Linked DNA regions of Mus musculus: regions 2, 3 and 4 are each linked to region 1. Evidence: chromatin contacts called from public promoter capture Hi-C data. All regions are on one chromosome and are shown on one strand. The core of a region is the stretch at or near the end of the contact, and the rest is flanking DNA. Distances in the headings are between cores, read along the strand shown.

Region 1 (5,173 bases), core at 712-3,211:
TCGATCATATTTCATAAACATCTACATGGTGTATAGTTTTATATTACAGACATGGTGTAGTAAAGACATAACAGATCTTGTGTTTGACTGGTTTCCAAGCGTGACTCTGCTATCCATTGACAGTGAGGTCCTATGTATGTTACCCTCTCTGAGCCACAGCTTCCTCCTCTGTAAAATGGGGATAATTTCAGTACCTATTGCAAAGGTGGGGGGGGGGGGTAACCATTGCCTAAGGTAAAGAATGTAGAGCTATCAAGTTAGTGTGTGTCACACTATTTAGGGTTACCTAACACGTGACTTGGGGGTGTGCCTCAGCAGAATGGCTTGTTCTTAGCACGATGAAGACTCTAGGTCAATCTCAGCACCATAAACTAGTGTCTGACACAGTCAGATGATCTACACTCTGTGGATGGCTTGTCCACTTTCATATATGCCCATTTTTCCCCATGAGGGGTATGATTTGGTGATATCTATGCTTTTTTTGGTGGTCACCACCAGGTGACAGTACCACTGAGGTCTATGGTTCACAGACACACATACACGCACCCCAAAAGGGTTATAGAAAGTGAAAGTTGAGCAGAAGTTGGGAAATCTTGGCATTAAAAGGCTTTAAGACATATTACATAGAAAATAGTATAAACACCTCTATATATTGTATGTTCCTGTTACAGGTACCATTTGTATCCATGGCCTCTCCCAGACCTCTTACACTATAGCATGTACACAATATTGTCCTTCCTGACATGTCATATTTTTTCTCCATATATGCACTAATCTTACCTGGCCTTTCTTCCTTTCTTTCTCCCTTTCTTTCTTTCTTTTCTCCTTCCTTTCTTTCTTTCCTTCTTTCTTTCTCTTATGTGTGTGTGTGTCCTGAACATTGTTTCGATTATATCGTGTGTATGTGTGTGTGTATTTTAGACACTGAACCCAGAGCCTATACCTAAAGCATTCTAACCCTTAAGTGCATTCCTCAGTGTGTGTGCTCACTATAGCACCTGCACAGAGGACAATCTTGAGTTAGTTCTATCCTGCCATCTTGTGAAGCACAAAGCCTTCAGCAGAAGCCTGGAAGTAACCCTGGCACTGATGAGGTGGAAAAGGCAGGAGGGTCAGAAGTTCAAGGACATCTGATTCCAATACGTAGAGAACATAGATTATCTTTTCTCCAATATATAGGGTTCTCAGTATCTTGGGCTACTCAAGACCTTGTCTCAGAACAACTCAAAACCTCAAAACAACTAAACAATGGCCAGACGGTGGTAGGGCAGGGCTGTATCCCACAACTCCAGAGGCTTAGGCAGGCAGATCTCTGAGTTCGAGGACAGCCTGGTCTACAGAGTGAGTTCTAGGACAGCTAGGCGTACTTGGAGCAACTCTGACTTGGAGAAGAAAACAACAAAAACAAACAAAAAATAAAACAAAACCAAACACATCCAAACCACAAAACCAAATTTAACCATGACCTATAGGCTTCCCAGCGTATCCCTGTCTCTTACACAGCGTTTTGTATCACACAACCGAGTGGTTATGCAATAACTAGCTCAGGATCGCACGAGTGCTGAAGCTTGTCCTGTCTGGGGCTGTTTTCTGTGTCCGCAAAAATAATCATCCCACGCAGCCCCGCAGTGCCCGGCTCTCAGTGGATTATCTGTGAAGTCATTGCGCTCCTAGCCAGCCCCTCGCCATACCTGCAGAAAGTTACAACCCTGAGGTCGAAGACCCAGGAAGCCTCAGAGTCTCTGCGGACCCATAGACTCTCGGTGAGCCCTGCGGGAAAACTAAGGAGGACAAACGTAGAGAGGGGTCAAACGCAAAATAGGAGCCAGGCGTCTTTGCGTGCTCTGCGCACGCTCCTCGGACCCTGTCCAGACGGTCAGCCAAGGGGGCAGAAGCAGCTGTCGAAAGCGCATGCGCGCCCGGGGCCTCGCCCCTTTCCGCGTGCGCGTGCGCGACCCGGCGGGTCAGAGACGGCGGCCGACAGGCGGAAGCGGAGGTTGTTGTGGCTCGGCAGGCTGCGCGCGACGGGGGCTGCCGCTGCTGAGGCGGCGGCCGCGGCTTCTGAGGCGGTGGCGGCGCTGCCGACCGCGGGCCGCTCGGCCTCTGGGCTCGGGCCGCAGCCTTCCGTCAGCCCACCGGGGCCCACGCCGAGCAGCGCCTGTCCTATGAGTGTGTCACTGGTGGTCATCCGACTGGAGCTCGCGGGTCACTCGCCGGTCCCCACCGACTTCGGCTTCAGCGCCGCCGGTGAGTCGGCGGCCTCGCGCCGGGCCGGAGGGTCGGCAGCCCTCGCTCCACCGGCCCCCGGACTTGCCGGGCGCCTCTGCTCGACGTCGCCCTCGCTGCGAGAAAGCGCGGCCCAGGGCGCGGGGGCGATGCTGTGCGCCTTTCCCAAGCTGGCAGTCAGACAGACCGGTGGGGAAAGGATTTGCCCAAAGTTAGGTGTGAGTGGCTGGAAACGCGAGTTTTAGCCCAGCCGGGGACCGAGAGGCTGACGTCTTCACCACCGGCCACAGACTTCCTTAGTGGGTCATGCAGCTTCGGCTCTTCCCGTGATCGTCACAACCTTACCTGATAGCATTGAGGATCCTGAAGTGAAGGCAGGAGGACAGGCAACCAGAAGCCAGGCAGGGTTGGGGGGGGGGGGCGGAAACCTGTCTCAAAAGACCGACGAGAAAAAGGTGTGTGTGGGAGGGCGATTGCTTGGTATCTGTCAAGAGTTTTGTCATGCCCTGAATCAGACTTGGTCTGATATGTGCCATACGGACTAAATGTCCCAAGTTGATGGAAAAGAGAAACGGACACTTAGTTTGGAGAGCTGGGCTGGCGCTCGTTCTCGGAAGGATGGCATCCTGGACACTCTGTGGGTCCATTCTTTGGAGCTGCAGTAGAAGAGTGTGTTGTGGTCTTTCTTGGTCTTTGAGACTCCAGTGACTTGATTTATTTCAAGGTTACAAGCGAAATTCCAGAGCTCAAAGTGACCCCTAGATCTGAAAGTCAGTTAAGTTGGCACTAGGCACAAACAGGTAACTTCATCCTGGCCCAGTCCTGGAGACATTTATGCAGTAAAGCCTAGGGGGAGAGTACCTACTGTGTGCTTAGATGTGTGGATCGGGTGCTGAGAACTCCTACTGTGTGCTTGGTTGTGTGGGTTGAGTGCCGTACTGGACAGGCCTGGTGCCTGCCTCAGAACTGATGTTAAGGAATTTCGGTCACATCTCCGGGTTTCTGAAATGCTGCTTATTCATTAATAAGTAGAGGGACAGAGGCAGACACTGGAAAAGAGCCTCATCCAGGGGGACACGCCATAGAGGAGCAGGAAAGCTATTGATTGATGTGCCAAGAAGTGAGAGGAATTTGTTCTGTCATTAGGTATTAATCTTTCATGTGTTCTCCAGCTGGAGAGATGTCTGATGAGGAGATCAAAAAGAAGACATTGGCTTCCGCTGTCGCCTGTCTAGAAGGGAAGTCAGCCGGGGAGAAAGCAGCCATCATCCACCAGCACCTTGGCCGTCGGGAAATGACGGATGTGATTATTGAGACCATGAAGGCCAGAGCAGGTATGCCCACAGGAAGCCTGGCCGCGCTCAAGTACTCTGAGCCCCTGGCTGGTTTTTGTTTTTTGGTTTTTGTTTGTTTGGTTTGGTTTGGTGTTTTTTGCGGTTGATGAGCAGCTGAGGCTGGGTACATTTGTTAATGAGTATGGCCTTGAAGTAATCTTGCTACGTTCACCTCCTGAGTGGTGGGATCATGTGTATGCATCCGTATGTCCAGTTTGCATCCTGCTGGGCACAGACCCAGGGCTTCATACATGTAAGGCTAGCGCTCTCCCAACTGAGGTATAGTTCCAGCATGCTTTTTCCCCCCAGCACTTGTGTTCTTTATGTGATTTGTGAAGCATATTTCATTGTCTTTTTTGAAAGGGTTATGTAAACCCTGGAGTTTGGAAACATACCCCAAGACCCTGTTTTAAGAGAGTAATACAGGAGAAACTAGATTGGTTGTCACAAAGTGGGCTCTTCCCTCTGGTGGGAATGCTTATAACTACTAACTCTGCTCCAGTGGAGCAGTTCCCGGGGAAGCCTGCTGCCCCGTCCCTGCCCTACCGGCCTACACAGCTGAGGAAGTGGATGCTTTCTGCATCTATAGCATAGGTGTGGTCACAACTGGAAGGTTCAGTTTTCAGAGAGCCCTGACTTGTCACCGAGGAGCCAGTGGTGAATGTTGCCTGCTTGTGTTGGGGTGCTGCTGGATGTGGGAGGAGCTTCTGTTGGGTTTTGAGAGTGTTAAGGGATTTATTATTATTATTAAATTTTATTTATTTACATTCCAAATATTGCCCTCCCACCCACACCCACACCCCCATTGTTAAGAGATTTTTTTACAAGGGTATGAGGAGATGTTTTTACGCAAAGAGAGCTGTACATGTTCTTGAGAGACTCCCAAACCGAACAGTTCAACAGTATGGTTTGTTGGGTTTTGTGACAGGGTCTCTTACATCTGCAGCTTTCCTGCTTCAGCCTCCTGGTGCTGGGATTACAGGCGTGAGCCATCATAACCAGCAGGGATGTGGTTCTTAATGCAATGTTGTAGTTTCTCTGTCACAATTTCCCTTGCACTTGAAATTCTAACTTTCTTAGGCTCCTTAGGCTTATTTCCAGCTGTTTGTGATCTGCTAATTTTCACTTTGTAAGATGAAGTGAGAGACACAGTGGAAGAAAAGAAGCCTTCAGCAGCCCCTGTCTCTGCACAGAGAAGTAGAGAACAGAGTGAGTCTGTGAACACAGCCCCAGAGTCTCCATCCAAACAGCTCCCAGACCAGATTTCCTTCTTCAGTGGCAACCCTTCTGTTGAAATAGTCCACGGCATTATGCACCTGTACAAGACAAAGTAAGCCCAGCTCGCTTCCTTCAGACTGCTCTGATTTTTGCTTTGAGTAGGGAGAAAACTCTGTGCCCGAAATGAGGTCAAAGGCTAAAGCTTTGACAACAAACATACTGCCCTTAGGTACTGTGGACTACAGAGTTCTGAGTGTTGTGCGTTTGACAGTGTAGATTGGGCCAAAGCTCTCCTTACTCAATAATAAACATGTAGATGCACGTCAGAAATGCTTGGGAAATAATCTATTAACCGTTAGGCATGGGTATTGATTGGGGTGGGGACTGAAAACAAA
Region 2 (5,173 bases), core at 1,718-4,217, 1.6 Mb after region 1:
CTGTCTCATTCAGGTTTTACATTATATCTTCATGTGCCTCACCGCTGAGTAAAACTCTCATTCCTTATTACTATTTTTTTTAAAAACATGCTTTTTTAAAAAACAAAATAAAGAGAAACCCTGTCTTGAAAAATCAAAACCAACCAACCAACCAACCAGAAAAACCCAAAGAACTTACTTTATACTTCCTGTGCATCAGTGTTTTGCCTGAGTGTGTGTCTGTGTGACGGTGTCAGAGGGTGGAGTTGCAGACAGTTGTGAGCCGCCATGCAGATGTTGAGAGTTGAACCTGGGAAGAGCAGTCAGTGCCCTTAACTGCTGAGCCATCTCTCCAGCCTCCTTATTACTATTTAAAAATTTTTATTTTTATCATATGTATGTGAGTTGGCTAGTTTTATGTCAACTTGATGCAACCTAGAGTTGTCTAAAGGAAGATGGAAACTCAATTGAAAAAATGCCTCCTTAAGTTCCACCTGTAGGGCATTGCCTTAATTAGTTATTGATGGGAGTGTGTTCTACCCATTTTGGGCTGGTGGTCCTGAGTTCTATAAGAAAATAGGCTGAGTAAGACACAAGGAGCAAGTCAGTAAGCAGCACACCTCCATTGGCTCCTGCCTCCAGGCTCCTGCACTGTTTGAATTCTTGTCCTGATTTCCTTAAATGATGAACAGTTATATAAGGAAACGTAAGCCAGATGAAGCTTTTCCTTCCTACATTGCTTTGGCCTTTGTACTGGCTGGTTTTGTGTCACCTTGACCCGGGCTGGATTTATCACCGAGAAAGGAGCTTCAGCTGGAGAAGTGCCGCCATGAGATCCAGCTGTAAGGCATTTTCTCAATTAGTGATCAAGGGGAAAGGCCCCTTGTGGGTGGTGCCAGCTCTGGGCTGGTAGTCTTAGTTCTATAAGAAAGCAAGCTGAGCAAGCCAGGGGAAGCAAGCCAGTAAAGAACATCCCTGCATGGCCTCTGCATCAGCTCCTGCTTCCTGACCTGCTTGAGGTCCAGTCCTGACTTTGGTGATGAACATTGTTGTGGAAGTGTAAGCTAAATAAACCCTTTCCTCCCCACTTTGCTTGTTGGTCATGATGTTTGCGCAGGAATAGAAACCTTGACTAACACAGCCATGCTATTTTATCACAGCAATAGAACCTTAACTAAGACAGTGTGCAAGTGTTTTGCCTGCATATACGTATGTGTCCTAAGTGCGTGCTGGATGGTTGTGGAGGTCAGGTGAGGGCATTGGAGACCCTGGAGCTAGAGTAACAGACAGTTGTAAGCTTCCATGTAAGTACTGGGAACCCAGGCCCTCTGCAAGAGCTTTAAGTATGTTCTTAACCTCTGAACCATCTCTCTACCCCACACCCCAGTTTCTATGTTTACCTACATTTATAGAGGCCTGACACAGTTTCATATTCTTTACCACTTCAGTCTTGTGGGGAATTCATGAGAGGAGACTGCTCAGATAGAGTTTTAATCTGATAGTCTTTATTAGTGAGCCAGTACAACACTAAGTGTTTGGGACCCCAGTGGAGCACTGAGCCTTTTTCAGGGTAAGCTTTTTGAGCACAAAAACCGGGTCCTGGGGTGATATACCTTAGTTCACAAGAGCAATTAGCCAGGAGCACAACCACTGAAGCCAAAAAGCAAGGTTCGTGCATGGAGAGACTTTCCCACAGCTGTGGACTTGGATGGCTTCCGGCTTTGTTTTAGTTTTGGCAGGTGGTGCTGTCTGTGTGCTGTGTTTTCCAGCCTGAGTGGTACTTTCTTTATGGAGTCGGTTGTACTAAGGTCTGGGGGCCTGTTACACCAGCACCTCGTGACAGAGGTGAAAGTCAATAAATACTTGGACACCCTTAAGAGACACGTTGCTAGGGTGTGTGTACTCTGATCAGGATCCAAAGGGAATAAATTAGTAAATAAAAATGAAAAAAAAGAGCGAGAGATATTACTGTTAGTGTCACACAATAAGGTCAGAGAGCAGAAGGTGAAATTATTTAAGGTCACATGGAATATATATAGTCGGTGTTAATGGTCCAACTTTGAACATAGGTTGTACCATGAGGATCCCCAGCCCGAAAGTGGCTGGGGATATAGCTGAGTTGGTAGAGTGTTCCTGATCCCCAATATTTCATAAACCATACCTGGTGGTACATGCCTGTAATCCCTGCCTGTGGAGGGAGCAGATGGAGTATCAGATGCTCAAAGGCACTGGGCACACTAGGTTATAAAGAAGGAAAAAAAAAAAGGTCTTGAAGTTTTGATGAGGATAGGTTGAGGGAGGTGCGAAATGGATAGAATGGGAGTGGGGGGTTAGAGGGTGTCTGTGATCATGACAATAAGAAATAGAATATTCTAAAAACTTGGGGAGAGCTTCAAGGTCGCCTTCATCTACACAATGAGTTAGAGGCCTGCCTGAGATGCAGTAAATCTTGTCTGGAAAAAGAAAAAGAAAAGAAACAGAAAACAAAAAACAAATCGCTTGAAAGCCTCTTTCAAACACTCAGGGGCTTCGTAGATGTTAAGAACTGAAGTGTCAAGGTTGGCAAGACTGGATCCTCTTACATTTATACAGCTGGTATCCAGTTTACTCAGCCTTCAGATGAGTGAATGAAAAAAAGTGTAAGCCAGATGTGGTGGCTTTAATCCCAGCACTTGGGAGCAGAGGCAGGAGGATTTCTGAGTTTGAGGCCAGCCTGGTCTACAGAGTGAGTTCCAGGACAGCCAGGGATACACAGAGAAACCCTGTCTTGAAAAACGGGGTGGGGTGGGGGGGTGGGGAAACGGACGGATGGAGGGACGGGGACAGAATGAAAAAGAAAGGAATGAACAAGAAAAGTGGAAATGAGTCAGGATAAAGTGGGAGTAAATACCTATGTCCTCTATGGGCCTATTTATCTCTACCGGGTCATCTGAAAACCACGTGGTCTATCTAGCCGGTGACCCCGCCCACTTCCAAGCTCCACCCTTCATCTGTTTCCGTACTTGCGCGTTGGCTGAGCTGTTTTGGCCCCGGGGAGGACCCGTAGCCTCAGCCTCGGCTGGCGTCCGTAGCCGGGAAACCCAGAACTCTAGCTTGAGGTCCGCGATGTCGGGTGAAGACGTTCCGCACCGGGCAGAGTCCTCCGAGGCCCGTGCGGCCGCGGTCAGCGACATCCAGGATCTGATGCGACGCAAGGAGGAGATCGAGGCGGAGATCAAGGCTAATTACGACGTCCTGGAGAGCGTGAGTGTGGCGGGGAGGCCTGCGGACGAGGCTCGGGGTCGCTGCCAAGCAGTGTCCTAGAGGGGGTCTTTGCTGCGTGCCACACGCCCCTTTAAGCATTTTTTCTTTACGTGGGATTAATTTTCATTTTCGGAAGCATTAACTTTGCATTTTAAAGTTTTTTGTTTGTTTGTTTTTAACGCAGCCCCTAAGCTGGCTTCGAACTCGTGATCCTCCTGCTTCATCTTTCTGAGTGCGGGAATCGCGGGCCTGTGCAACCATGATATAGGCCTTAGTGAAACTGCCTCGGTCGCAAGGATAGACTATTTGCTGAGGCATAGTGATAATCGCTACTGTCACTTTCTGTAGGTGACATTACCAGGTTTGGCCTCGCCACCCGCTTTTCTTTAGGACTTTATAAATGTCAACTGGGAGAATTAATTGGGCATCTTGTTAAAATGCACGTTGTAGCCAGGGGAGGCATCCCTATTTAAGCCCAGCGTTTAGAGAGTGGAGGCAGGGGGATCAGGACTTGAGGGTTATTCTTGCCTACATAGTAAGCTCGAGGCTGTCCTGGGTTATATTAGACCTTGTCTCAAAAAAAAACCAAAAAAAAAAAAAAAAAAAAAAAACAAAAAAGAAAAGTAAAAATGAAATGCAGACTCTAATTGGGATAGGGAAAAGACTCTGGATTTTAAGAAAACCCTCACCTCTGCTAATTGCTCTTTTAAGTGGAGCCAGATTAAGCACATTGTCTTTACTGTAAAAGGGGAAACAGGGCCAGAGTGGAGCCAATGCTTGCCCAGTTAGGAAGGGGGAATGGTTGGCTCTGTGATCTGTTTACCTCCTAAGCAGATATATTTTTCATAAAACCCCAAGTCAGTGTATAGAGGAAGGGGAGGCTAAATCACACTCATTGCTGGGCACAATGACATCTGGGTGATGGGTGCCAGATGACGGTGTCATATAGAGGTTCTACAGGCCAGGTAGGTGCTGACCATGTGCCTGAAAGGTACTATCTTGTATGTGTGCTGTGCCAGGAAACTGTCACAGCAGTATTGTTAACTTGTGTCCCTGAAGCTCAAAGGGGCGGAGTCAGGGGCTGGAGAGATGGCTCAGTGGTTTAAAGGCACTGGCCATCATAAGGACTGGAGTTGAGATCCAGAATTTACTACTGTGTAAGTTCACACGCCCGTGGAGACGTTTAAACAGACACAAATCTCTTTAAAGAAAAAAAAACACAAAAACCCGTGTGTGTGTGTGTGTGTGTGTGTGTGTGTACACATATATCTGTGTATGTATGGATACACATATATGTGTATATATGTATGTGTATATGTATGTATGTATATGTGTGTGTGTATACACATATATCTGTGTGTGTGTATGAAAGGAGAAGTCACTTGTTTAAAGTCACAGGCCTCCGGCTTGGTAAAGCTTAAAACAGATAAAAAGCAATTTTTTGTTTTGTTTTGTCTTGTTTTTCGAATGAGAGTTTCTTTTTGTAGCTCTGGCTGTCCTGAACTCAGAGATCCACCAGCCTCTGCCTCTCAAGTGCTAGGATTTAAGGCGTGCACTACCATCGGCTGGCAAAAAGCAATTTCTTAAACTGCAGTAACTTGCCTAACTCCAGTAGAATCAGACATCTCACGTATTGTCTTTTGGTATTGGCCTACCCTTTACTATTTAGCTGGGTGTGGTGTTGCATACCTGCAGCCCGAAGCAAGCAAAAGCATGGAGATTGCCACACGTTCAGGGCCAGTCTGTTTTACACAGTGAGCTCTAGGACTATATAGTGGAACAGCAAGACCCTGTCTGAACAAACCAGCGTTTGGGGAGGCTAGGAGTATAGCTCGGTTTGTCGGATGCATACCGCAGAGACCTCAAGACCTGAGTTTGGTCCCTAGAACTCAAGGCTGTTACTGGTCCATGTCTGGGATCCCAACTGGACAGGCAGAGACAGAAGATGCCC
Region 3 (5,173 bases), core at 1,451-3,950, 1.4 Mb after region 1:
GGTTTTTAAATCTAGAGCAGGTAGGGCCTCAGGCTTATCTCATTTGCCTAATGATATTTGAAATATTGTGAAATAAGATATTCACGCTGGGAGATAAAATTTGATCTAGGCTATCCCTGAGAAGGGCAAACTCACCCTGCATCCAGAACAGGGCTGCTAGCCTGTCCCCTTCTTTTCAACAATGTTTGTCCTGCAACAAAGAGAGACAGGGCTTGGGGAGAGGTGGCTCAGTGGTTAAGAGCACTTGCTGCCTTTGCAGAGGACCTGGGTTCTGTCCCCAGCAGCTCACAACCACCTGTAACCCCAGTTCCAGAGGGATCTGACACCCTCTTCTGAACGCCATAGGCACCAGGCTCTCACATGCTGCATATACATACATACATACATACATACATACATACATACATACACATCAAGGCAAAAACACTCATGTACATGAAATAAAATAGATCTTAAAGAAGACAAGACTCACCATGGTCCACGAGGCACAATATATTTATTAGATACTTAGCTCTACAGACATGAGTTTTCTCTCTCTCTCTCTCTCTCCCTCTCTGTGTTTTGCTTTGCTGTTTTTTTAAAGACTTATTTATTTATTATATGTAAGTGCACTGTAGCTGTCTTCAGACACTCCAGAAGAGAGCAACAGATCTCATTACGGATGGTTGTGAGCCACCATGTGGTTGCTGGGATTTGAACTCATGACCTTCGGAAGAGCAGTCAGTGCTCTTAACTGCTGAGCCATCTCACCAGCCCTTTGCTTTGTTTTTGAGACAGGGTGTCATTATGTAGCCCCAGCTGCACTGGAACTTGCCAGGTAGACCAGCCTGGCCTTGAATTCACTGAGGTCATCCTGCCTCTGCCTCTGGAGTACTGGAACTAAAAGTATGAGACACCGCAGTTGGATGCTTCCTTCCTTCCTTCTTTCTTTCCTTTCTCTCTTTTTAAATTTTATTTTGTTTTGAGATAAGGTCTCATGTAGCTGAAGCTGGCCTTGAACCCCTGATCTCCCTACATATTGTCTTCCAAGCACTTGGGCACTGCAGGAATGCACCATCATACCTGGCTTCTCCAACCCCAACTTGCTTTGGGGGAGGGGGATCTTAGAGATAGGGTCATAGCCCAGCCTTGATCTTCCTACCTCAGACTCCTGAGCCAGTAACTGGGCTTATAGGTAATGTATACTAAAACCACATCCAATTCTGACCCACGTTCTCTCCCATTACTCTTTGTTCAGCTACACTGACTTCTAGTCTGTCCCTCAGTCAAGTTACACTGACCTCCCTAATTCTAATTCTACAGTTTAAGGTCTAAATTTTAGACGAAAAGCCCCTCAACCTGGACACATCTTTATCCTTTCTGCCTAGCTCAAACATCACCCTGCTCCTGTCTTCTTTGTTACTCCCTCTCTTCCCCTCTCTGGTGCCCTCTATAGCCTAATACCACCTCTTCAGTAGTCACTTCTTCCCAGGTCACCTCATTTGGGAAATGTGATGGTAGTCTACTTTGCAGAGTCTCCCCGAGCACCCTTGCTCTGAGCAATCTTGCTGCGTGTACTTTATAAAGAGACATTGTTGCCACTTAACAGATGAGAAAACCTATAGATAAGGTATTCTAACAATGCAGGCTCAGGGATTCTAGTGTAGATAACCCAGGAAGGCAGGAGAAGAAAGTGGTTAAGTCTGGAATTGCAAGACTAGAGCTTTTAAATAGAGTCCCCGTCCTACCCCCATCCATCCCGGACAAACGTGATTTGCAATGTATCGGCCAGAACCCATTCGCCCCCTGCTGGTTAAGACTTGAGTCCAGGCATACAGGAGTAATCATGGTCACTCAGTTACTTCTGGGGGGTTGGATAGGTCCAACCTGTGTCTTGAGGCCCAGACCTTGTGCCCCCACCATCTGCAGAGCATCAGGGCAGCATCTGAAGCCCACAACGCCTACTGCAAGTCATTTTCTTAATGTGTTGACCTTTTCAACCAACCCCAGGCTCTGCTACCCTGTCAGAAGACAGAGAGCGATCCAGCACCCCCAGAACCCCACCCAGCTTTGGGCTGGCTTCTGATGATCCCTATCCCATTTTTGTTTTCTGTCCCTAGACTCTGGCTCAGCTGAAGTCAGGGCTGACTTGGACTTCAGAGCCACAGCCCCCTGCTGGTCCCGGTTCTGGTCACTAAGTGGGGTTGGGAACAAAACAAGATCGCTTATGTTCTTAATGGACTCTGTAACAGTGCTTTTTGTTTTGTTTTGCATTGCCCACCCACTCTGACCCCACGCTGGCCACTAATCCCCGGAGGCTCTCCCGCTTAGCTTACCGTGTTTCAAGTTGCCCTTCCATTCGCCCACGTAGTGATCGCCGTTCACAGCAAACACTTGGTGTCTCAGTCCGTTCTTCTGGGCTTTCCGGTCCCACCCTTTCCACGGCGGCTCTACTTTCCTTGGACACTTAGTGACCGGCATGCTGGCTGCCTCTGTGGTGTTGCGGGGGTGCTAGCAGGAGGTAGGGGCATCAGGGGCTCAGTGACTCCCGTGTATCCTGGGGATCCTGGTACTTCCTGGGGAGGTGCCTGCCTGAGTTCCAATAGGGCAGGTCATTTGTGTTCTGAGTCCCCAGGGCAGGTGAAGAGCCCTCAGTGGGGATCCCTCTGTGCTGGACTGACCCACAACAGTCCTTGCCCTTGCATTCTCCTAGGGTCCATCTGTCAGGGATGTGATGGCATAATTCCTTTGGAACCCAGGGATTGTGATGACACTGGAGAGAAGCTGCCCCTGGGAAAAATGATGCTCACAGGTGACTTAATGACTTGAAAGACCAATCAGGAACCGACTTTGGTAGAAGAGACTCGAAGTAAGAAAGATCAGATGGTACCAAGTACTGGGACCACTCCAGGTGTATCAGAGGGTATCAGGCAGACAGCTGCCTGCCCTGTTAGCCCTTGCCCTACGTACCTGGTAGATGGGACAGATGAAGCTCAGGGGTTGCCTTTCAGCAGGGGAGATCCCACAAATCAGAGACTGATTTCATGGTGACTAACTGTCCCAGACTGCAAGTCTAGCTATACAGTGAGACCTTGTCTCAAAACAAACACAGTTGGACAGCCCTTGGCTCACTGGTCATCCTTCCACATCTGAGCCCTACGACTCTTATCTGGTAGAGCCATAGACTCTAGAGGGAAACAGTGGGTGGCCCAGGGTCTCCTCCCCATGTCTGGGAGCCCCGACCTGTTTTCCTCAGGTCCCCAGAATCTCCAGAAGGGATTGTTCATGTCTTTCCATCTGTCTCCAGCTGGCTCATGGGTGATAAAAACGTTCCTATCTACATCCTGGGGACCGCAATCTCCCTCAACTAATACAACCACATACTCCATAGGTTCTGAGGCTGTACAAATCCACTCCCATTAAATCTTGCACCGGCAGCACATACACACAGGTGCTGCCAATCAAAATATCCTCAGGTTGAAGCCAGTTCTAGGAGGTCATGGTATCTTAGCATCCACCCACAGGGTCAGCCTCACAACCTGTGTGCTTCAGGTTGGACACTGTGCCTGCCACCTGTGCATGTTTTACAGCCTCTGTTCCCACAGAGGGGACTACTGGCACATGACTTTAATCCCAGCACTCAGGAGGCAGAGGCAGGAAGATATCTGAGTTCAAGGCCAGCCTGGTCTACAGAGTGAGTTCCAGGATAGTCAGGGCTACACAGAGAAACCCTGTCTTGAAAAGCCAAAAACCCAAAATAAAAACAAAACAAACAAACAAAAAAATCAAAACAAAACAAAGCTTGCTTTTTTTTTTTTTTAATATGGAGTCTTGCTATGGCTCTGTGGCCCTGGCTGACATGGAACTCCATACTCCATATGTAGACCAGATGTAGACCAGGCTAGCCCCTAATTTGCATTATTCTTCTTGCCTCCTGAGTGCTGGCATAAAAGACATGTACCACTACACTCAAGTTCATTCATTCATTCATTCTCTCTGCCCCTTTCTGTTTCTAATAGGGTGTCATGTAGTACAGGTTAGACTCAAACTCCCAATGTAGCTGAGAATGACTTTTTTTCAATCCAGGGTCTCATGTAACCCAGGCTAGCCTCAGACTCACGATGCAGGATGACTTTAAATTAGCGGTCCTCCCAACTCTACCTCCTAAATGCTAGGATTGCAAGCATTAGCCTTCTTGCTTGGTTTATGCAGTGCTTAGAATCAAGCCCAGGGCTTCACACATGCCAAGCAAGTACTCTATCTACTGGTCCTCAGGCAGTGGTCTTAACCGATGAGCCATCTCTCCAGCCCCATACTGGCAGTTCTCCACGTGCCCTTTAATTGTTGTGTAGAGATCTGGCTTCTTGGCAGGGCCTCAGATGGAGAGTGGAGGACTTGAGAGGGGAGCCATGGTATAGAAGGTTTGTGCTGCTGTCAGAATCCTGAGGCTACCAATCTGCATTTGCAGTATCTTTATATATCCTTCGAGAACAATCCTGATAGTACCTTTTCCCTCTGAAAGCACCCCTGCTCTGGCCACCATTCTCAGCAGAGATGACTGGGGCCATGTGTTTTTTTGTTTCTCACTGCACCCAAGTGCCCACACATAGTAGGTTCTCAACTAAGGGCAAAGAGATGCTGGGAGTTGTAATGCAACCCGTAATCCTAACTGCTGGAAAGCTGAGGCAGAGGAATCACCACAAGTCTGAGGTCAGCTTGGGAGTGAGACCCTGTCTTGAAAAAAGCAGAAACTAGAGAAGGAGAGGATGGCCCAGTGGTTAAGAGCAGCACTTGTGCTGGGCATGGTGGCCCATACCTTTTAATCCCAACACTCAGGAGGCAGAGGCAGGCTGATTTCTGAGTTCGAGGCAAGCCTGATCTACAGAGTGAGTTCCAGGACAGCTAGGGCTATACAGAGAAACCCTGTCTTGAAAAAACAAAACAAACAAACAAACAAAAAACTAAGGAGAGCTCTGTGGACACTGGAGGGGAGGGGACAGACAGCTGGGGTCATTCCCGAGCTCCAGCCCCTTCATCCACTGGCTCACCTGTAACAGCAGCCTTGGACTTCACTCAACCCGCAGCTGAAGTTGTGAGTCTTGGGCCTAGGGAGGTTGTTATGGCAACGCCAAAACTGACTGACTTGCTGTGCCCGCCTCTTCCTGCAGAGGCAGGGTAGCGGGAAACTTTAAGG
Region 4 (5,173 bases), core at 1,796-4,295, 1.4 Mb after region 1:
TACTGTGGGTCCTTCAACCCTCCCAAGTCAGGGGCCGAGCTTAGAGCCTCCCCTCCACTCTAGATCTGGATATCTTTATTTTTATTATTATTATTTTTTTATTTGCTTTGCTTTTTGGTGCAAGGATTGAACCCAGAACTACATGCTGAAGAACTACATGCTGAGCTTTTTGTGTAGTTTTCTCTTCTATACTAATGGGCTGCGGCAAAGTAAGATTGATAAGAAGGGAAGGGGTTACAATGTTGCAATGAGGAAACCATCCCCGTTGCTAAGGCCTCAGGTGTTTTTTTTTTTTGTTGTTGTTTTGTTTTGTTTTGTTTTGTTTTTTTGCCACACCACTGCTAGATCTCTTCATTGCTCTACATCAGTAGACCTCTGTCTTTCAGACTCTTTGTTTTGTTTTGCTTTGTTTTTTGTTTTTTGAGACAGGGTTTCTCTGTGTTCCCCTGGCTGTCCTGGAACTCACTTTGTAGACCAGGCTGGCCTCGAACTCAGAAATCCTCCTGCTTCTGCCTCCCAAGTGCTGGGATTAAAGGCGTGTGCTACCACACCCGGCTGTCTTCCAGACTCTTAACCTCCAGACCTCACGCCCTCTCTCTCTTGGTTTCCATGAACCAAGGATGTCAGTTACTGTATTGACTAAACCTGGTCCTACACAAACTCTAAAGGGTGGGGCTCAGATCAATACATTAATTGGCTAGACAACTTCAGATGCCGACCTAGCATTGCTGCGATAAAGGCCAAGACCGAAGGCAACTTGGGAAGGAAAGGGCTTATTTGGCTTACGTGTTCCCAGGTCACACTCTATCAGGGCAGGAACCGAAGCAGGGATCAGGGAGGAACGATGCTTACTGGCTGCCTCAGCCTGCCCTTCTTATAGAACTCAGGATTTTACCCACCTGTCCAGGGGGCAGCACCACTCACAGTGGGCTGGGCCATCCGTGAATCAATCATTCATCAAGAAAATGACCTCCAGATTTGCATACAGGCCAGTTTGAGGGGTACACATTCTCCATTGAGCTTCCCTCCTCTCCAATGGCTCTAGTTCATGTCAAGCTGACAAACAACAACAACAACAACAACAACAACAAAAACCCAAAAACCTAACACAGATGCTATTACAATCAGAGCTATGCAAGGGAAGATATCAGGGTGACCAGACAAGACCATACGTGGGGCTATGTAGGCAAAAGGAAAGGTCTTTAGGATAGTTGAGCACAGGTGTAAATGATAATCAGGAATAATAAGCACAAAGCCCATGTAGGAAACAAACCTAATGGGGTGAGATTTCAAATTCCAAGGGCTCAATCTTTTCGTTGTCATTTTATGTTCTGGAGACATTTTTGTTTGTTTGTTTGTTTGTTTTGGTTTTGTTTTGTTTTTCGAGACAGGGTTTCTTTGTATAGCCCTGGCTGTCCTGGAACTCACTCTGTAGACCAGGCTGGCCTCGAACTCAGAAATCTACCTGCCTCTGCCTCTGCCTCCCAAGTACTGGGATTAAAGGCATGCGCTACCACTGCCCAGGGAGACAAAGTCTTTTATGTAGCTGGCCTAGAACTCAGAGATCCTCTTGCCCTGCCTCTGTCTCCCAAGCGCTGGGATTAAAGGCTTGTGCCACCATGCCAGCCCCAAGTTCTCAATCTTTGTAAACCTGGGAAGGCAGCAGCTAGGGGAATCTCAGAAACTCCACAGGAGGCCTCTCTTTTGTGCCATGTGGTTGAGTGAAGGGCTGCCCTCTAGCGGTTGTACAAGAGTTTAACTCTCACACTGTTAGACCTGGAGTGCCACACCACATGCTTAGGATTTATTTGACTGGGATCTAAATTTATCATTTGTTCTTGTTTTTCCCACATGTATTCAGTCAACAAGCATTTCTTCAATGTGGAGTATGTGCCAAGAAACATTCTGAAGGCTGGGGGTTAAAGCGGTGAGACTGCTCTTAACGTGTCCTAAAGTTCCTTAGCCCAGTGCCCTCCCTACCTTACCGGTATCTCCTGAGCCCCACCCTGAACCTCCCTATTTTCCTCTTCCCTTAGGTCCTGGCGCCTATCTTGCTGGCCCAGGTCTCAGCTCAGATGAGACTCCCAAGGTGTGAACCTTTTTAGTCTGCCTCCTGCAGAATAGAAAACGCTACGGAGGGGTCTGGGAATGGCAGGCACAGGCTAATGGCAGGCACATGCTAATGGCAGTAGTCCAGAGGCTTGGGCAGATGGCTCTTTGTGAGTTCGAAGCCAGCCTGGTCTATATAACAAGTTTCAAACCAGGCAGAGCTATGTAGTCTCAAAAATAAATAAATACAAACGGGGGCTAGCATTCTAAAATTAAAATAAAAACCCTGTTACTATCCACCTTTTTTTATCTTTTTTTTTTCTGTACACATTTACAGTCTCCTGAACTATAATTGACTCGATGTTTGTGTGTCTTTTCTACAAGAGTGTTGGCTGCAAGGGTGCAGGGAATTTTGTCCCTCTTGTGTTTCGAGGCAAGGGCTCACTCCTCCTTCAAACTCATTGTTTTCCAGTCTCCTCTATGCTGGGACTCCAGGCACGCATAACATCTTCGGGATCGACTTTGTCCGTCTCAATCACAAGCCTACACCCTGCCCTCGGTGCCTGGGACCGTGTTGGCACCCAATAGACGCTCAATAACCGCTCACTGAACTCTAGTAGCCCTCCGCTTGCTCTTTTTTCCAACAGACCTTTTGCCACCTTGTTCCAAGGAGGAAATAGGCCTCAGGAGGCGCCCAGAGGTGACCTCGGATGGCCTAAGTCAAGAGCTCCGGGAGCAAAGCCACAGGAGCAGCTGCAAAGAGAAGCGAGGCCTGACAGCGTGGGGCGCTTCCAGGAAGGCGAGCCAGGGGCTGGGGGCGGAGCCGTCGGAGGCGGTGCGGGGTACGTCACTCGCACGGACACCGCCCACCGCCTTGTGGGCGGGGTGTGTTCGTGGGTGTGGCGTATGCAAATAACCTCGGGTCGCCGGCCAATCGTGGAGCTCGCGGAGGTGCCGGCTTGGGACCGGACGCCGGTCGGCACGCAGGCTCCGGTCGCGGCCGCTTGGAACTTGCGGAGCGGTTCTGCAGCCAGTGCCTCGGCCTTCGGATCCGGTGCGTCCGGCTGCGGGAGACCGGCTCGAGTGGGAGGCCGGCGGAGGTGCGGCGCGGCCCGGCCCGGCCCCGGGGCCGCAGCCTTCTCAGGCGCTCGCCGCCAGCCGCGCCTTCGCAGCGTACTCCATGCATCCGGAGCCTGCCCCGCCCCCGAGTCACAGCAATCCGGAGCTTCCCGTGAGCGGCGGCAGCAGCACTAGCGGCAGCCGCCGGAGCCGCCGCCGCAGCGGGGACGGGGAGCCCTCGGGGGCCCCACCGCTGCCGCCGCCGCCACCCGCCGTCAGCTACCCGGACTGGATCGGCCAGAGTTACTCCGAGGTGATGAGCCTCAACGAGCACTCGATGCAGGCGCTGTCCTGGCGCAAGCTCTACTTAAGCCGCGCCAAGCTCAAAGCTTCCAGCCGGACCTCGGCTCTGCTCTCCGGCTTCGCCATGGTGAGCTCGGGCCTCCCTGCCCTCCTCCCCTCTTCCTGCTTCGGCCGCTCCCGCCCGCAGCCCCGACGGGGCCCACAGTTGGGAGCGGGCTGGGCGTGCCTGGGGTGAGGGGAAGAGCTGGGGAAAGCTGTCCTAGGCGCCGGAGGGGAGCCAGAGGCTGCTGAGCTGTGAGGGCGAGGTGGACGACCAGAGATAGAGATACCCACGCGCAGGTGTTTTTAGACGGGCACCTTGTCGCGGCAAAGAGGTTAGGGTTACAAAGAATGTTGCTTTCATGAAGTTGCTATGTAAGAAGTCTGCCCTGCATGTAATCAGGGGGACAAGAAGGATGCAAAAGGTCCAGCCCACTGAGGACAGGTGTCAGGAGATGAAGATGAGCTACATTGTGGCCGCGCCTTCTCGCACACCTAAGGCCGGAAGGTATTAACAAGACTTTATCAAATATTGGAGGGGATTTCCCAATACGTTCCACCTCCCCATACTCCACTAACTCTTACTCCCTTTTACACTCCCCACCCCACCGCATTTTCCAAGAGCCTCAGCCTAGGGGTTGAGTGCCACTCCCCACCCTCATTTTCTTCTCTAGAAACTTGCCTCTGAGTCACTGGGTGTGGGGGAGGAGGGTGGGACATGTTCCCCTTGAAAGGGCTCTTGCTTGATGAAGAGGTAGGCATATTTTCCTCCCCTCAAGTCCCAAGAAGGTGGTACGAAGCCTCTGCAGGAGGCGCCCCTGGAGGCTGCAGGTTAGGCACCAGACCTTAACTCTAGGAATACCTTCAGGCTTGCCTGTCTTGGAGTTTGCCTGGAGCTGTTATTATCTTTCGATGACATCAACCTACATCAGTGGGGTCTGCCGCCCCCCCCCTTCACCATCACGGCCGCCTCCCCCCCCCCCCCCCCCCCCCCCGTGAATTAGCTAAGCCTTTGGCCTTGAGGAAGGGAGTGGTTGGCACCCTTGGTTTTCTTGGGAAGGGAGTGTTGTCTGGGTCTCTCCCTGTCGCCTGCAAACAAGTGGATCAACACAGTTGTGAGCCCGGATGCTTTAGAAGCCCACAGTGCACTAGGCCAGAGAGGAAAGGCCAGGAGGTGTGATATAAATTACCCTTCCCAGCTCTGCCACTTGCTGCTTGCCTGTATGACCTCAGGCAAATCAATCTCTCTCTCTCTCTCTCTCTCTCTCCCTCTCTCTCTCTCTCTCTCTCTCTCTCCCTCTCTACCTCTCTCCCTCTCCCCAGATCTTGATTTCTTAAATGGCAGATTAAAAAAAAAAACCTTAAAACCGACTTTAAAAAATGATGTTGGAGGAGGAGCCCTTTAAAGAGGTGAAAGTGAGTTGGCTTATAATTATAGTACTCAGGAGGCAGAGGCAGGAGGATTGCCCATGACTTCAAGACCTGTCTGTTCTACACAGCTAGTCTGGTAAACAGGACTTGAACCTGGGTCAGCCAGTGTCTAGGTCTTACTTAAGACATACCACAGTGCTATGGGCAGTTTCCAGCCAGGGCCAGGTAGCTCCAAGCCAAAGGGAATGAGAAACAAAGCCACACAATGTTTCTTTGGAAGTTAAAGAGAAAGTTTTACACTTTAGGGGAGGGGGTATCACGTGTTTATGGCTTGTAAATTGTAACTTCTTAG

Evidence for each region. Promoter capture Hi-C pulls out the DNA fragments that hold promoters and counts their contacts.
Region 2: a contact with region 1 is called in a promoter capture Hi-C map of pre-B cells, with 4 times the contacts expected there. The contact joins the promoter of Psmd9 here to the promoter of Brap in region 1. A contact is called at or near these places in 2 of 39 promoter capture datasets (liver and pre-B cells) and 1 of 9 other capture datasets (adipose tissue).
Region 3: a promoter capture Hi-C map of frontonasal cranial neural crest shows a contact between it and region 1. The contact joins the promoter of Morn3 here to the promoter of Brap in region 1. A contact is called at or near these places in 1 of 39 promoter capture datasets (frontonasal cranial neural crest) and 1 of 9 other capture datasets (liver).
Region 4: a contact with region 1 is called in a promoter capture Hi-C map of liver, with 4 times the contacts expected there. The contact joins the promoter of Orai1 here to the promoter of Brap in region 1. A contact is called at or near these places in 2 of 39 promoter capture datasets (liver and pre-B cells).

The regions. Positions count from the first base shown.
Region 1 is chr5:121,658,602-121,663,774 of GRCm38.p6, forward strand. Brap (BRCA1 associated protein) reads left to right here and starts at 1,962. Exons shown (of 12, transcript NM_028227.3): 1 at 1,962-2,247; 2 at 3,399-3,560; 3 at 4,695-4,890. The coding sequence starts at 2,166. It overlaps Acad10 (acyl-Coenzyme A dehydrogenase family, member 10), which reads right to left and starts at 1,909. Exons shown (of 21, transcript NM_028037.4): 1 at 1,692-1,909.
Region 2 is chr5:123,225,223-123,230,395 of GRCm38.p6, forward strand. Psmd9 (proteasome (prosome, macropain) 26S subunit, non-ATPase, 9) reads left to right here and starts at 2,968. Exons shown (of 6, transcript NM_026000.2): 1 at 2,968-3,222. The coding sequence starts at 3,085.
Region 3 is chr5:123,044,316-123,049,488 of GRCm38.p6, forward strand. It overlaps Morn3 (MORN repeat containing 3), which reads right to left and starts at 2,701. Exons shown (of 5, transcript NM_029112.2): 1 at 2,316-2,701. The coding sequence starts at 2,460.
Region 4 is chr5:123,012,029-123,017,201 of GRCm38.p6, forward strand. Orai1 (ORAI calcium release-activated calcium modulator 1) reads left to right here and starts at 3,046. Exons shown (of 2, transcript NM_175423.3): 1 at 3,046-3,538. The coding sequence starts at 3,230. It overlaps Gm2479 (a long non-coding RNA gene), which reads right to left and starts at 2,999. Exons shown (of 3, transcript XR_387710.4): 1 at 2,699-2,999.